Linked DNA regions of Mus musculus: regions 2 and 3 are each linked to region 1. The links are chromatin contacts, called in public promoter capture Hi-C maps. All regions are on one chromosome and are shown on one strand. Each heading gives the region's core, a stretch centred on a gene start, on an enhancer-like site or on the middle of the called end of the contact. The rest is flanking DNA. Distances are from core to core; before and after follow the strand shown.

The links. Capture Hi-C pulls out chosen DNA fragments and counts their contacts.
Region 2: a contact with region 1 is called in a promoter capture Hi-C map of adipose tissue. The contact joins two enhancer-like sites. A contact is called at or near these places in 2 of 484 Hi-C or Micro-C datasets (nephron progenitors and pancreatic cancer cells), 3 of 115 datasets of contacts at active chromatin or transcription factors (bone marrow-derived macrophages, embryonic stem cells and microglia) and 3 of 9 other capture datasets (adipose tissue, liver and pancreatic islet).
Region 3: a contact with region 1 is called in a promoter capture Hi-C map of adipose tissue. The contact joins two enhancer-like sites. A contact is called at or near these places in 3 of 15 datasets of contacts at CTCF or cohesin (embryonic stem cells, large pre-B cells and stem cell-derived epiblast-like cells), 47 of 484 Hi-C or Micro-C datasets (B cells, CD4 T cells, the G1E-ER4 cell line and 18 more), 12 of 115 datasets of contacts at active chromatin or transcription factors (astrocytes, bone marrow-derived dendritic cells, craniofacial prominence and 8 more) and 4 of 9 other capture datasets (adipose tissue, embryonic stem cells, liver and 1 more).

The regions. Positions count from the first base shown.
Region 1 is chr16:33,754,103-33,758,760 of GRCm38.p6, reverse strand. The region is part of intron 12 of Heg1 (heart development protein with EGF-like domains 1); the gene reads right to left. Among named protein-coding and RNA genes, the nearest start is that of Muc13, 38 kb to the left of the region's middle. Within about 2 kb of position 2,195, at least 96 of the 459 cell types and tissues checked have an H3K27ac peak or open chromatin away from gene starts, as enhancers often do. A contact at or near this core is called in adipose tissue and bone marrow-derived macrophages, where this site is marked.
Region 2 is chr16:33,921,112-33,925,860 of GRCm38.p6, reverse strand. All of the region lies in intron 10 of Itgb5 (integrin beta 5), which reads right to left. Among named protein-coding and RNA genes, the nearest start is that of Umps, 44 kb to the left of the region's middle. Within about 2 kb of position 3,385, at least 162 of the 459 cell types and tissues checked have an H3K27ac peak or open chromatin away from gene starts, as enhancers often do. A contact at or near this core is called in adipose tissue and bone marrow-derived macrophages, where this site is marked.
Region 3 is chr16:33,592,158-33,597,020 of GRCm38.p6, reverse strand. All of the region lies in intron 5 of Slc12a8 (solute carrier family 12 (potassium/chloride transporters), member 8), which reads right to left. Among named protein-coding and RNA genes, the nearest start is that of Slc12a8, 76 kb to the right of the region's middle. Within about 2 kb of position 2,345, at least 153 of the 459 cell types and tissues checked have an H3K27ac peak or open chromatin away from gene starts, as enhancers often do. A contact at or near this core is called in adipose tissue, where this site is marked.

The DNA of each region.
Region 1 (4,658 bases), core at 946-3,445:
TGAACAACCCAAGTTGGGGCTTGAACTCTAGTCCTCTGGAAGAGCAGCTCGTGTACTTAACCCCACACCATCTTTCCAGCCGGCATCTCTACCAGCTCTGCCCTGAGCTCCTGTCATGTCTTCTCTGGACAGCAAGTCTGACCTTGCTGTTTCTTCTTTTAAGAGACTTTGGTGGCTCCCAGTGCTCTACTTACTTATTTATTTACTTACTTATTTTCATTTTTGAAACAAAGAGTCATGGATAGCCCAGGTGGGCTTCTATATTACTATTTAGCCAAGGATGCCCTTGAACTCCTGCTAGCCTCTACATTCAGAGTGCTGGGGTTACAGGCAATCACATCTGGTTTCTCTGTGCCCTGTGCCCCCTTTTTGGACAGGTAGCCAAGACTGGCTGTGAACTTGTGCTTTCTGCCTCTCTATCTCTCAAGTGTTGGGATTACAGGCCTGTGTCACCATGCCTGGCTCCCCTGGCCTTTTTTTTTGGGGGGGGGGGTGTTTGTTTGTTTGTATTGTTGTATATGTGTGTGCTATCAGGGAAATCTCTCTGTAGACCAGGCTGGTCTTGAACTCAGAAGTCCACCTGCCTCTGCCTTCCAAGTGCTGGAATTAAATGTGAGTATTACCATTGCCTGGCTGTCTTTTTAAATTGAGATAGGCTCTCATTAGCCTAGTAGCTTATACTTACACTTACTATGTAGCCCAGGCAGGTTCTAAATTGAAATGATCCTCCTGTTTGAGTCTGGGATTACAGCCATGTGCTACCATGCCCAGCTTTTTCTTCTCTTAAAAAGCAAAATCTAAACTGGGCAACGGTGATGCATGCCTTTAATCCCAGCACTCAGAGGCAGAGACAGGAAGATATATGTAAAGTCAAGGCCAACTTGATCTACAGAGTGAGTTTCAGGACAGCCAGGGCAACCCTGTCTCAAAAAAACAAACATAAAAGTTTAATTTTTATCCTACACATTAAACTAAGTTTTCTCATTTATAGCAAAACAGGCAAATATCTATGATAGCAGTGATCTTTACAAGAGGCCGCAGGTTACATTCCTCTTTGAAATAGTTTTGTCTGGAAAAAAAAACAAAACAGAAAACAAAAAAAGCCACAAACCAATATACTTTGTAGGAAAACAGATGGAACCGTATAGCATAAGATAAACCAGACTCAGAAATATAAATATTGTCTGTCTTCTCTCATATGAGAAACCTAAACTTAAAAATTATATATGCATTTCACACACACACACACACACACACACACGAATGGCATGAAAGTAGAAGGAGTAGGGAACAACTCTGGCTATATAGCCAAGGGTAGCCTGGAACTCACCATGTAGCCCAGGCTGGCCTCACACTCATGATCCTCCTCCTTCAACCTTCCAAATACTAGACTTACAAGTGTGTGCCAGCATACCTGGCAGGATAGCTTTTTAAATAAACAAAATAAAACCTTACTCACTTCCCCATCTTTCCCTTTAGGTATCAACTACCATACACTGCCTGTTGTTCTTCTTCTAATGGTATTCACTGAGGACCAACATATTGGTAAAACACAGCAATATTCTGTTTGTAAAGGCCCCCATGTTTGGATGTCACAGTAATGTGAACACTTCTATGTGTGTGTGTGCTATGGCAGCATGAGACTTGCACTAACACGGATGGAGTTGGAAAATATACTAAGTGATCCCAATGTGTAATGTTTGTATGTGGGGCTAGGAATAGATGTGAGGTGAGTTATAAAACCAAAAAGGAGACAGTGAAAGGGGACAGCTAAGAGTTAAGGGGGAGCTGACAGGACACAGATGACAACAGGAAAGGAGTCTATGGGAGGTGGGAGGGACTTGAGGGGTTCATCAGGTAAAAAGAACCTAAAAGAATTATGTTTGAAAAATGCCAACGTGAATCTTGAAAGTGGGTATGCAAATTAAATATTTTAAATAAAAGAAATAATAATAAAAGGTAAGAGGATGAAGAGATGTCATAGACCCTTACCCATCTCTGCCAAGGGCAATGTCTTACAGAATCATTTCAGGTGCAAGTGCTCACTTCTGCTTTCTGTGACATGGGGCTTCATGGGCTCTTTCTTCCCCAGCACCAACTGTCATGTTGGCTTCTGGCCGTGGAGGGGTGCTGTGAGTGTTTCCGTGGGATTGAGACAGGAACAAACGCTATCTCTGTCCTGTGCTTTCTAGTGTGAGGAGATGCAGCAGAGAGAGCTGGGCTCCTTGGGCCTCCTTCCCCACGAACACGTGTTGGTAGTTCAGTGCTGGCCAGTGCCATCCTCTCAGCTTGAGGCTGTAATCTTTGCTTGCATTTTTCACCAAACCAACCTTGGATACCACCTTCCTTCCGAGCTCTAAGCTTTGTTTACAGGTTTATTTGGAAGAAACCCATTGTCTGTGTACCCTACCCCTTCCCGGAACTGTTTAATCCCTCCACCCGTGCACTCTCGGGGAGGTGGGGGAGAATCACTCCCGTTGACATTCTCAGCCACTGCTGATGAGGAATGAACACATCGCCCAGACTCACGTGGGAAGCAGAGAGGACGTTTTCTTTCAAAATGACTAAACCACAAGTCTGGGAAGGGAAGGAAGCCTGTGTACAGTCTCCTGAAGCAAAAGCAGAGAGGAGGCGGAGTCCCGATTGGGTCCCGATTGGGTGTGCTCTGTAAGTTCTGACCTCAGCTGCCCACGCTAGCGATCCCAGCCATGTCAGACACTCAGGTCCTAGGACGCGTCCTTCCAATAAACTTTGCTTAAACTTGTCAGCCTTTCTCCAGAACTTTAATCGACGAACATCCTTTCATCTGTACAACAGACCTTCCTAGGAAGCTGTATTGGTTTTCGTTTAAAATTCATTCGGTGCTTAACCACACCAGGTCAGAGTTTTGTCTCCCATCCTCTTCCAACTTGACTCAAGGCTTTCCTTTTCTTCTTCTGGAGTCTTCCTTTCTCCAGTCTCCAGGCTGTGTGTGAATCGCAGGGTGCTACTCCCCTCCGTTAGGAGAATTTTCCATGTGACTCACTCTCTGCTGGGGTTTCTGTCCCTTCCATCTCACCAGGCTACAGGGATATCAAATACAGAATAGTATTCCTCTCCCCCTATGCCTTGCTTCCTTCAAGTTCCGATGGGAAAGGGCAGCCCCCAGCTGAGGCCAGCTAGCATTGACATGCGGGTGGTTAGTGATCAACTTTCCTCCTGCTTTGTCTCTGGCTTTCCGGACATGCGCACTGAGCGATGTGTGTTCTGAGCTATTTCTGCTGACACACAATGCTCCCTTCCTCTGATCTGAATCTCCCTGTGGCTGTATGCGATGGATGGCAGGGAGAGCAAAGTGAGACGTTCTTTCTATACCAGGTTTTGGGTGGGTGGAAGACAGTTGGGAATATCCTTAAGTGGAGTGCTCTGGTACTGCAAAGCCGGGAGGGACTGCATTTATGAAAGCCAGAGCCTTTGAAGCAAAGGGCATGTGGAACGGGGTGTGCAAGGGAGATGGATGAAAATGTCTGTGGTAGGAAGAAACTAATGAGAAACAACGGTGCGAGTTCTGCAGTCATGAAGTGACAGTAACCATAAGTGGGAGAAATGGCTTTGAGGAAAAGTCGGTAAAAAGGAGTCATAAAAGATAGCCAGAAGGAAATTATAGTATAGAATAGTATGGCAGTATTAACATTAACATAGTAAGAGTGTAGAAATTAAGTCACTGCATGATTAAAACAGGCGACAGGGCTGGCAAGATGGCTGAACACTAGCTGCTCTTCCAGAGGACCTGGGTTTGATTGCCGGCACTACAAGGTGGCTCAAAATCATATGTGACTCTAGTTCCAGAGGATCCACTGCCCTCTTCTGGCCTCTGTGGATACTGGGTATATACACTGTGCAGATACATACATGTGGGCAAAACACTCACATAAAATTAACACATAAAATTAAAGTGAATTAAAAAGTTAACTTTAAAAGTTTAAGTTAAAAATAGTATAGCTTAAAAAAAAAAAAAAAAACACAGCCTGGCAGTGGTGGCGCACGCCTTTAATCCTAGCACTTGGGAGGCAGAGACAGGTGGATTTCTGAGTTCAAGGCCAGCCTGGTCTACAGAGTGAGTTCCAGGATAGCCAGGGCTATTCAGAGAAACCCTGTCTCAAAACAAACAAACAAACAAACAAACAAACAAACAAATAAATAAAATAAAAAAAAATAAAAATAGTATAGCTTTAAGAGTTTAGGTTAAAAAATAGTATCTTCAGTGAGGTCCAATTATTTGCAAAAGAGACGTACATCCACTCGGATGACACCTGTTCTTCGGGCTGTAGGATGCATGCAACGCAGCACATAAGCAAGTTGCTGGGTTTGGTAAATTTCCAGATTCTGATTCCGTGGGTATGGCGTGAGGCGGTCTGGAACTCTGGGTGGCAGATGCCTGATGGTCCTCATGCAGACGGTGTGCAGTGGGTAGTGGGTGACAGATGGCATGCAGGCTCCCCTTTCCTTACCTTACACCTCTACTCTAATTGATTTTACACTGTTCTATGCTATGGCAAAGTACAATTAATTTGAAAAAGAGAAAAAGTGGCCAGCATGGTAGTGCATGCCTATAACCCCAGCACACAGAGGGCTGAGGCAGGAGGATTGTTGAGTTTGAGGTCATCTTAGGTTACAAA
Region 2 (4,749 bases), core at 2,136-4,635, 170 kb before region 1:
AACTGCCACAGTACTGTTCAAGAATTTGTCATGGAAGTTGCATGTGGGTTGGTCCCGGCACAAGCTATAGACTCTGGCTATAGTGGTTCATGCATTTAATCCTAGCACCTGGGAGGCAGAGGCAAAGGCAGAGAGATCTCTGTGAGTCCAGGCCAGCCACATAGTGAGAGCCTCCTACCTAAAAACAACACAAGCAAACCCCACAAAACAAACAAACTTCCTTAAAACACACACATAAAAACAAGTTACAAATATTATATAAAATAAATGTATTCAAATATTTATAGGATATGTAGATTTCAGTGCAATCGTAAAAGATGTAGCAGTGACCAAGGCCTCAGAATGGTTATCAGGCTACAGATCTGGAGTGTGAAAGTTTATCTCTAAAGAAAGCTGTAAAAGAAACCCTGTCTCAAAAAACAAGAAAGAAAGAAAGAAAGAAAGAAAGAAAGAAAGAAAGAAAGAAAGAAAGAAAGAAAGAAAGCTGTAAGAAAGCTGGATGGTTGGGACTAGAGAGATGGCTCAGTGGGTAAGAGCACTGACTGCTCTTCCAGAGGTTCTGAGTTCAATTCCCAGCAACCACATCGTGGCTCACAACCATCTGTAATGGGATCTGATGCCCTCTTCTGGTGTGTCTGAAGACAACAACAGTGTAGTCACATACATGAAATAAATAAATCTTTTTTAAAAATTAAGAAAGAAAGAAAGAAAGAAAGAAAGAAAGAAAGAAAGAAAGAAAGAAAGAAAGAAAGGAAGGAAGGAAGGAAGGAAGGAAGGAAGGAAGCTGAATGGTGGTGATGCATGTATTTAATCCCTGTACTCTGGAGGCAGAGGCAGGTGGATCTCTGTGAGTTCAAGGTCAGCCTGGTCTACAGTGGTAGTTTCAGGACAGCAAAGTCTACACAAAGAAGCCCTGTCTCAAAACCAAACCAAATGAAACAAGCAAACAAACAAACAAATCTGTAAGAATGGCAGGGTATATTATTTTCAAAGACAGGACCACTCTCTAGTGGCCGGAGAAATGGCTCAGTGGTTAAGAGTGCTCACTGCTCTTGCAGAGGACCCAGGTTTGATTCCCAGCACCCACACTTCATCTCACAGCCATCCGTAACTCCTTTCCAAGGAATCAAGTGCACATATATTATTCACAGGCACACACACATATAGATAGGTAGATAGATAGATAGATAGATAGATAGATAGATAGATAGATAGATAGGTAGATAGATAGATTTTTTTTAAACAGACAGGGTCTTACTCTGCAGGCCTCACTGGTCTGGAATTTGCCATGCAGACCGAGCTGGTCTTTAACTCCCAGAGATCCACCTGCCTCTGCCAGAGTACCAGGGTGAAAGGTGTATGACCTCATGCCCCGTTCTGACATTTTTCATCACCCTATTAAATTATTTATATTATGCTGCTTCTGGACATTTATGATGGCTGAGAGTGCCCCCTTCCTTGAATTCACAGTAAAGCTAGGAGTATGTTAATAGCTGATTGCAAGAAGAGCAAAGGAGTGAGGAAGAGCCACATACATCTGGGCGGGTTGAAGGAGGGAGAGGGAAATCACTGAATACTTCCTATCTGGAACCGATAACCAGTTCACCACCATCTTCCACAAATGGCAGACGAGAATGAAGAGTTAGGGCTGAAGTCACAGTGACTTCATTTTGTAGGCAGCAGAGCCACCCGAGGGCCTCATGCAAGTGTGTGCATCGACTGTCCTGCAGAAATGACTGGGACCACTGGTTGGCATTGATGCACGTCAGCCTCTCAGGATGCCCTTCCCGGAAGGATCATCAGTACCACTGCGTAACCCTCACAATCACTGGGTGGCTAAGACCAACGCCTGGCTTCTGAGTAGTGGTTGGTTAAGAACTTGGAGGAGAGGAGGGGACCTGATAAGCCCTGGGCTCTAGCCTGAGGTCAGAACAGGAGGAAGAGATATGGCTGGTGGCAGGCATGCCGTGTATGTAGGTCTATTACCGATTGAACTAAACAGTAACTCTTTCCTTGGCCTTTTAAGCTCAGCTTACCTCTGAGTCTTATTTCTCACCCAGATTCCCGAGTTTACCTGCCAGGCTGCAAAACTTGACCCTGCTACTTTCAGAGGAAAAATAGTTCCCACTAACTGCCCTTTTGCCCATGGCTCACCCACGCACCCTCCTGCCCACCTTTTTGGAATGCTGACTATCTGTCCGGAGAGGCTATTTCTGGAAGCCCTACTTAATCTCTGTAAATCGAAAAATACTTTTTAGGCATACATGGCCGACGTCGTGATGGGTGGTATTTCATTTGGCAAGAAGGAACCAAGAACTGAGCCCTTTAATCACAGGAGTCTTCTTAGCTACAGAGGCCTGTCGCAACTGTTTTAAATCTACCAAGAACCAACGGCAACCCCGAGATCTGTTCTTGGATGCTGGGAAAGATGCCTCAAGTTTCAGACCCCCATTTTCATCTCTTAGAAGGAATTCGGTGTTGTTTGGTTCTCTCAGTATTTACCACATAACGAAGTAGGATACGTATTATAAAACCCTATTGCAATGTACATTGGGGGCCTCACGGTTACAAGATCAAAAAGGCTCTGCTCAAAGGTTTACAGTTGGTTAGATTTTTAAATTTCTCATTCTAAGAGACCCAACAGGCAGGCTCGCCATGAGATTTTTAAATGTAAGCTCTCAACAGCTTCCTCTAAGAGCCCAGGAGATGACTCATGGGACACAGATCGCCAAGCAGCACAAAGTCTGAACGAGTCTCTTTTACTGCATTAAAAACGCTGAACAGACCCCACCTCTTCTCACATTTAAAGAAACTTTGAAGGGTCAACACTTCCCAGGAATCAGAATAGAAGTGTTCCCAAGGGCCTCATAAAACTCCCGTTACACACGGAAATTGTTTGGGGACAGGACTATTCTGTAAATTACTTCTCCTAGAGACCAGAGGAGAGCCACAGTGAGAGCCCTGGGCGCAGAGGCTGTTCCATGGTGATGTGTCACAAGAACAGTAACAAAAATGCTCAATTGCTTCCAGACCTGGTCTCGGTTGCCTTGCTGCTCATTTTGATGATGGAAAACCTCTCCCAATCCTGAATTCTCTTGTCTTTTTTTCTACATACTCCTGTCTCTCTCAACGGGGGTCAAGGACTGCAGGCCCACCAGAGGAAGCACTAGATAAATGGAAGGAGCTTATCTGCTGTTCCCACTGGTTCTGGCCCCAAGCCTGTCTCAGCAACTTCTTCCAGTACACTGCCCTCCCCCCACCCCCAACCACCACCATTACCTCAAGACAGACCTCAACCACATGACCCACTTCCAGAATGGGCTGCAGGGGCGAGGGGCAAGGAGAAGTGCCAGAGACTGCTGAGGTTGACGGTTTGAGAGCCTGAGTCAGCACCATCAGGAGCTGAGTGTTAGGAAATCAGCTTCTCTCCCACGAAAACCTCAAACGAAGCAGCTATCCCAGTTACCTAAACTAAACCAGTGTGCGCAGCCCCAGAGCAGAGCTCAGGCCGGTCACAGGGACCCCAGAACTGGAGGGAGGACCTGCCCACCACTGCTCAGCTGTGCCCGGAAGGAGCCAGATGGTCCGAGACGAGGAAGCACGAGGTGCCCTCCCCTGCACGAGTGTGTGTCATTAAGCCTTGTCTGGAGCTGTGTTTGCTTTAAGCTCATCTTAATTGAACCAATTCCACAATGACCTCAGTGCAGAAACCCCTTTCTCCAGGAAGACCTGGAGTGCTTTCACGCTTCGGCTAGTGTGGCTTTTAAAGGGGAAGATCTGGTGGGATGTACGACGAAGGGTCAAAATGTTCTACTCAACAGTTGACTAAAGTAATTCAAGCTCCGCTCTGGAGAGGGAGGGTGACTTATAGGACACAAAGTCATACGAAGACACGGATGCTAGCTTGGAAGGAAAGAAACTAACCCCTTAGGGTGAGGAAAACGTAGATGACTTTAAACACTGCTTTCTACCATTCAGAACATTCTAGATTTGAGAAGAATCCTTCTGTTCTCTGGAAAAGCAGTTCTCTTGACAACACGGAGAGCGGGACAGAGGAGAGTACATGGGAAGTAAGAAAAGGGCCCCTTGGACTGGTTTGCCAGATGGTCTTCATCAATCCTGACCATCACAGACCGAGACAGCACAGCCTGACCACACTTGCATCAGCTTCCTGTTTCCCAAGTTTTCTTTAAGGTCTGAGTGTAACGTGTGTGTGTGTTACGGCAACAACCCCATCTTAGGAAGTTGGTGCCCTGTTTGTCCACATAGGAGCTTCAGATCTCAGGACCCCTCTGGGGTCTGAATCCATGGCCCATGAGAGTCTCAAGGCCACAGGGTTAGATGGGTAAATGGAAAAGACCACTGGGGGGGGGGGGGCTTGCAGATACACGCTTTGGCAGAACTCTGCAATGTAAGATGAACTCAGAACTGTGGGTTCTGGTGGTTAAATAAAAAAAGTGTGTTGACTCAGCCTCAGAATCGCCAGAAGTCGACTTGCACACCCTGCATCAAATGCCCTGTGCCCGTTAGGCTCTGTGCTCACTAAAGCTCCTGGTTTATGTCTCCCTCCATTCTCAAAGTAATGCAGAAGCAAGCAATGCTGGCCCAGTCATAGAGATGGGAAAACCAACATCCAAGAGCAGCCAAGTATCTGGCTATAAACTGGGCAGATGAATTTGCACAGGCAAATCCGCTCCCGAACAACACGGGCTAAGCAGCCTGCTGGAGCAAAAACATTCCCAAGGGTTA
Region 3 (4,863 bases), core at 1,096-3,595, 160 kb after region 1:
CACAAAAATGGACTGAAGCAGGAGGATCAAGAGTTTGAAGCCAACACATTTCAGACCAGCTTGGGCTACATACCTGAAGTTTCCAAAGACTTGGGCTGTCTCTCCCTCCCTTCTTCCTCATTTCCAAACCATGTTCCTGCCCCACATTGGCTTACAAACTGGTCAGCTAAGTTGTTCTTGTAGAATCTTTATCCCTTTTCTCCTCGGAGACAGAACCAGTCCTCCATCTCCTTAGCTGTACAGATGCTGCTGGAAAAGACAGCCTCAGACCAGGCCTTGCAAATGCCAAGGCTCAAGCAAGGGTGGCAGGGATAGCCCCAGACACCATGCAGTCTCTCCTCCAGAGAAACAGTAGGGTTTACTGCTTACCATCTGGGTGATCGACAGTAGAACCCAAGTAAAGATTTAGCCTAAACTTTAAAGCAGATGCAGATATGTAAGATTTTGAATATGAAATGAGAGCAGGGGTTTTAGCAGGAGTTGCAGCAAATGAGGGACCTTGGAGCCAAGGCCTCACTGAATTCCTCCAAAGGTTCCTGTGTCGGAAACTGGAGTGAAAGATTCCTGCTAGCTGACCACAGTGGTGACCATCAGTCATCCAAGCATTTGGAGGACAGAGGCAGGAAGATCAACTGTATAGCAAGTTCCAGGGGGGTGGGACTCCGGCCAGCATGAGCACAGCGACCATGGCGACTATGTGACCATGCAACCATGGCTCTGGCAGGCTGTGGCCTTCTCCCCCATCCCCTTTGCCTTGCTAAAAACCATTAGATTACATTCCTAAAGGAGCCACCAAGGTCCATTCCCTTATTTGTGCATTTCCTCTTCCTGAAGCTGACTACCAAGGTCCAGCTATCAAAGTATTTAAGTCAAGCAACCAAAATCCCCTTTGGCTCATCTAATTAACATGCCGATTAAAATTAAACATGTGACATTTCCCCGTTTATCTTTATAAACTGCCACTTGCCTATGGACCATGTCTGTCTCCCCTCTATCCAGAGACAGTCTTGTCCCCACAGAATAAATACTCTGATCCTCTCCCCTGTTCCATCCCTCTTCTCCCTTGTCCTCTATTTCCTGTCTTTGTCTCTTATTCCCTTCCCTCTGTCTCTCTGGGGCAAATAAATCTTTGTGCTGAGAACTTGGTCTTGGAGTTCCTGAGCTGATATCGATCTCTTACATCAGGCTAACCTGGGCTTCCTGGGAGAGAGAGGTTATGTTAAGGGCATTTGAAGATGGAACATTTAAGAGGTAATTAGGATAAGATGAAGTCATAAGAATGAGACCACATGGTGACTTTAGTGTCTTTATAAGAAAAGAGGGCTAGGTACGTGTGGCCAGTGGTAAAGTAAGACTTACTTAACATGTACAAAGCCCTCGGCTCTACTATCTGTATCATAAAACAATAACAACTATAGCAAAGTCCAACTGCCAGCCCAGGGGTATGCGCCTGTAATTCCAACACCCGGAAGATAGAGGCAGGATTATAACAAGAGGGGAGGAGTGGAGAAATCTGAGTTAGCATGGTTTGCTATGTTTCACCATGTGACACCCTCCAGCCTGTTCTCACACATCACAAGGCCTTTCCCAGATGCTGTGCAGATGTTGGACACTATGTCCTTGAACTTTCCAGACTCTAGAATCATGAGTCAAATAAACTTCTACTCAGTCTCAGGCATTGTGTGATAGAGATAGGAAATGGACTAAGATAACAGACCTGTTTCTCACAGAACCAGGGAGGGTTTAAAAGAGAGGCGGTATCATCCACAGCTCTGTGCGGTGTGTCATATGGTAAGCTATGGAAATAACAATTATAGATATAATGTAAAATCACAAATTCTATAAAATCTTAACCAAGTGTGTACAATCATAGAGCTTCCTCTCTTCTCCTTTTCCTGCCCACAAGTCCGTCAGAATGAAGTGCGATCTGCCCCATCCTTTTTTGGTCCTCTCTAGTTTTTAAACCTAGGGTCCCTTCTCTCATCCAGCAGGGGCTTGCTTGTTCTCATTCATGGAGATGGAGAAATAGTGTGGGGCTGGATGGTCGGTCGGGTCGGCAGGGAGGGGAGTCAGTGAGACATTAACCACAGAGCAATCCGGGCTGAGGTCCTGCAGACAGCTTCCCAGGATGCATAGGTGTAAATAAGAAGTCATGATCAAGAGTCAAGGGCACCACAGAGACAGACCTTGACAAAGAAGATGGCCAAGGCCATTCTGGTAAAAGCTGTTGGTTTCCCACCAAGTTCTTTACGCTGGGTGTGGTCAGCCACAGCTCCGAGTGCTGACTGTGGCCAAAGAGCCTCTTGTCCTTTCCAGTAAGAGTCTGGGATTTGAGGACAAGGGTTATGTGACCTCATACAACTGGTATTTTTCTCAGCAAGCTCTTTGAACTGTGGTCCTGGAGGGGCTGGCTCCCTAAGGGTGTGTTTGGGAAAACCCTGTAGAGAGGGATGTTTTGCTGGTACAGCAAAGCAAATGAAGAGTCTAGGCCAACCCCTATCCTCACCCCTGCAGCCCCTACCACAGGGTGTGGTAGAGCCTAGCTTGGTGAGGACCAGAGGTCAGGTTCCATAAATACAGTGGGGGCACCACACCTACAGTTCAACTGCTCCTCAGAAGTCACTGCCCCCTGGGATAAAGTATCTAGGTAATATATAGGATGCGGCTCTAGAGGCGGGGACAAGGCAACAATGCTTATTCTTCAAAGCTCCCCTTTCCAGCCAGGAAGAGGATAGTGCAGGAGGGCGCCCCAGCCATGACTCATGCACAGATAATCCCTAGCAAACCTATCACCATGGAAACTGCCAATCATGCATGCTTTTCATCACTTAACCGAACATCTGCCAGGGGAAAACAAGTGGTTTGAATCATGTGGCCTGCCTCTGTGTTTATCCATCCCCCCCCCCCCCCCCCCAGTAAACAGAGTCAGGGGAGGCTCCACTCCAAAGCAATGGGAGGTCCTCCTCTGCTTCCGAATTGTCTGTATGATGTCAGTCAGGTCCTTCCCAATATTTTCTGAGCCCCTCCTTCCCCAGTTGGGAAAAAACAAAAAACAAAAAACCAAAAAAACAAAAAAACAAAAAACAAACAAAAAAAAACAAACAAAACCCCTCACATCAAAGGTTCTCACGCTGCTGTGAGAAGCAGGAGGCCTGCCTGGTCTCTAAGATGGAGAAGCCCATGTAGCTGACTCTCTATTCAGTATTATAATTTTAACTCCTAGACGGTTACAAAATGACATTTTCTTAAAGCACAGAAAATAAATCGGTGTTTGTGTGAGCATATGTACATGTTGGGGGTAGATATTTGTTCGGGGGTGGGGGTGAGCACGTACCATGGGGTGTGGGTGAGCATGTACCCTGCAAGTGTAGGTAAGCATGTACCATGGTACACGTGGCAGGCAGACAGAGGACAACCTTGGAATGTCAGCCCTCACCTTTCTGCCTTGTCTGAGACAAGGTCTCTGCATAAAACAGGCTAGCTGCCTTGAACCTTCAGGAGATTCTTTCATCTCCACTCCCACCTCCTCGTGGCCTCGCTGGGACTGTAGATGCTTACCCTCCCGTGTCTGACTTTTATGTGTTTCAGTGATCAGAACCCACGACATCAGGCATGCTTGAGACAAGCCCTTTCCTCAGTGAGCCATCTCCTTGGCCTCAGAGAATACATCTCAACCGATATTCTTAGGTAGCTGTCTCAGATGAAGACAGAGACCCTCCCTGGAGCAGAATTTGCGGTGTGGTTATCCAGAAGGAGTTGTGGATTAAAAGACAGTAAATTGGAGGGACTCAAGGGTGTAAATGTAGCTCAGTGGTAGAATTCTTGTCTAGCTTGTAGCAGGCCATGGGTTCCAGTGTTACCAATCACACATGCATGCAAAGAACATGAACAAGAAAAGAAAGGGGAGGAAAGGAAGGAAAGGGAGGGGGAGGCAGAGAGAAAGGGAAAGGGAAAGGAAAGGGACATGGGAGGGCCTGGCTCTGCACAGATACCCAACAGTGTGACCACTTGATGTGCCTTGGTGTTGGGTAAGAGCCCCAAAAGCTGGAACTGATCAAAGCATGGTAACACCAGGTAGTGACATCCAGAATGATTGGCATTAGCTTTGAGTCATCCGGGTGGGGTAGAATCTGAAGAGCCAGAGATCAACTTCTTCTCATTTTATAAACATGAAAGAGACATTTTGTTCCCGCCAATTGAATCTGCAGATGAGGATCCTGCTACTCAGCCCTAGTCACAGGCTCATTTCCAAGATTGGGGAAGGGGTAGGGGTTGGGGTAGGGGTTGGCAATGATCTAACAGAGCAGTCAGGTGGTAGGCATGAAGGGCAGTGTAGAGAATCCAGTGCTATATGGAAGGTAACCTTGTTAGGACTTGGAGCGTTCTAGAAGGTGGGAGGAGTCATAAGAAGGTGGGCAGAGTCAGCAGGAGGAGCGGAGTCAGGAGTTAGTCCCTATTGTTGGATGCCATCCTTGAGAACAGGAGAGCAAAAGAACTGCCAGCTGGAGGCAGGCAGAAAGGGTTTGAATCCAAAGTCATTGCATCTGAAGTGTCCGGGATGTTAAACAGGCGACTGAAGAAACTATGTGCTGAGGAGAAGCCTGGGCAAGCGGGGCAAATGTGGGAGTTGGCAGCTCTGTGGGTGATTATTAAAGAAGGGAATTGGAAGAGATTAAGGAGAGGACAGGACTGTGCTAGCTGTGTACCTGAGCTGCATCTCTAGAACCAAGGGATAAAGCCTGGTATGCCGGCATGGGCTTGTAACTCCAGTACAGGAAAGTCAGAGGCAAGCAGGTTCTTGGAGCTCACTGGTCAGACAGCTTAGCCAGGTTGGCAAGTTCTAAGCTGCCAAAAGACCATGTC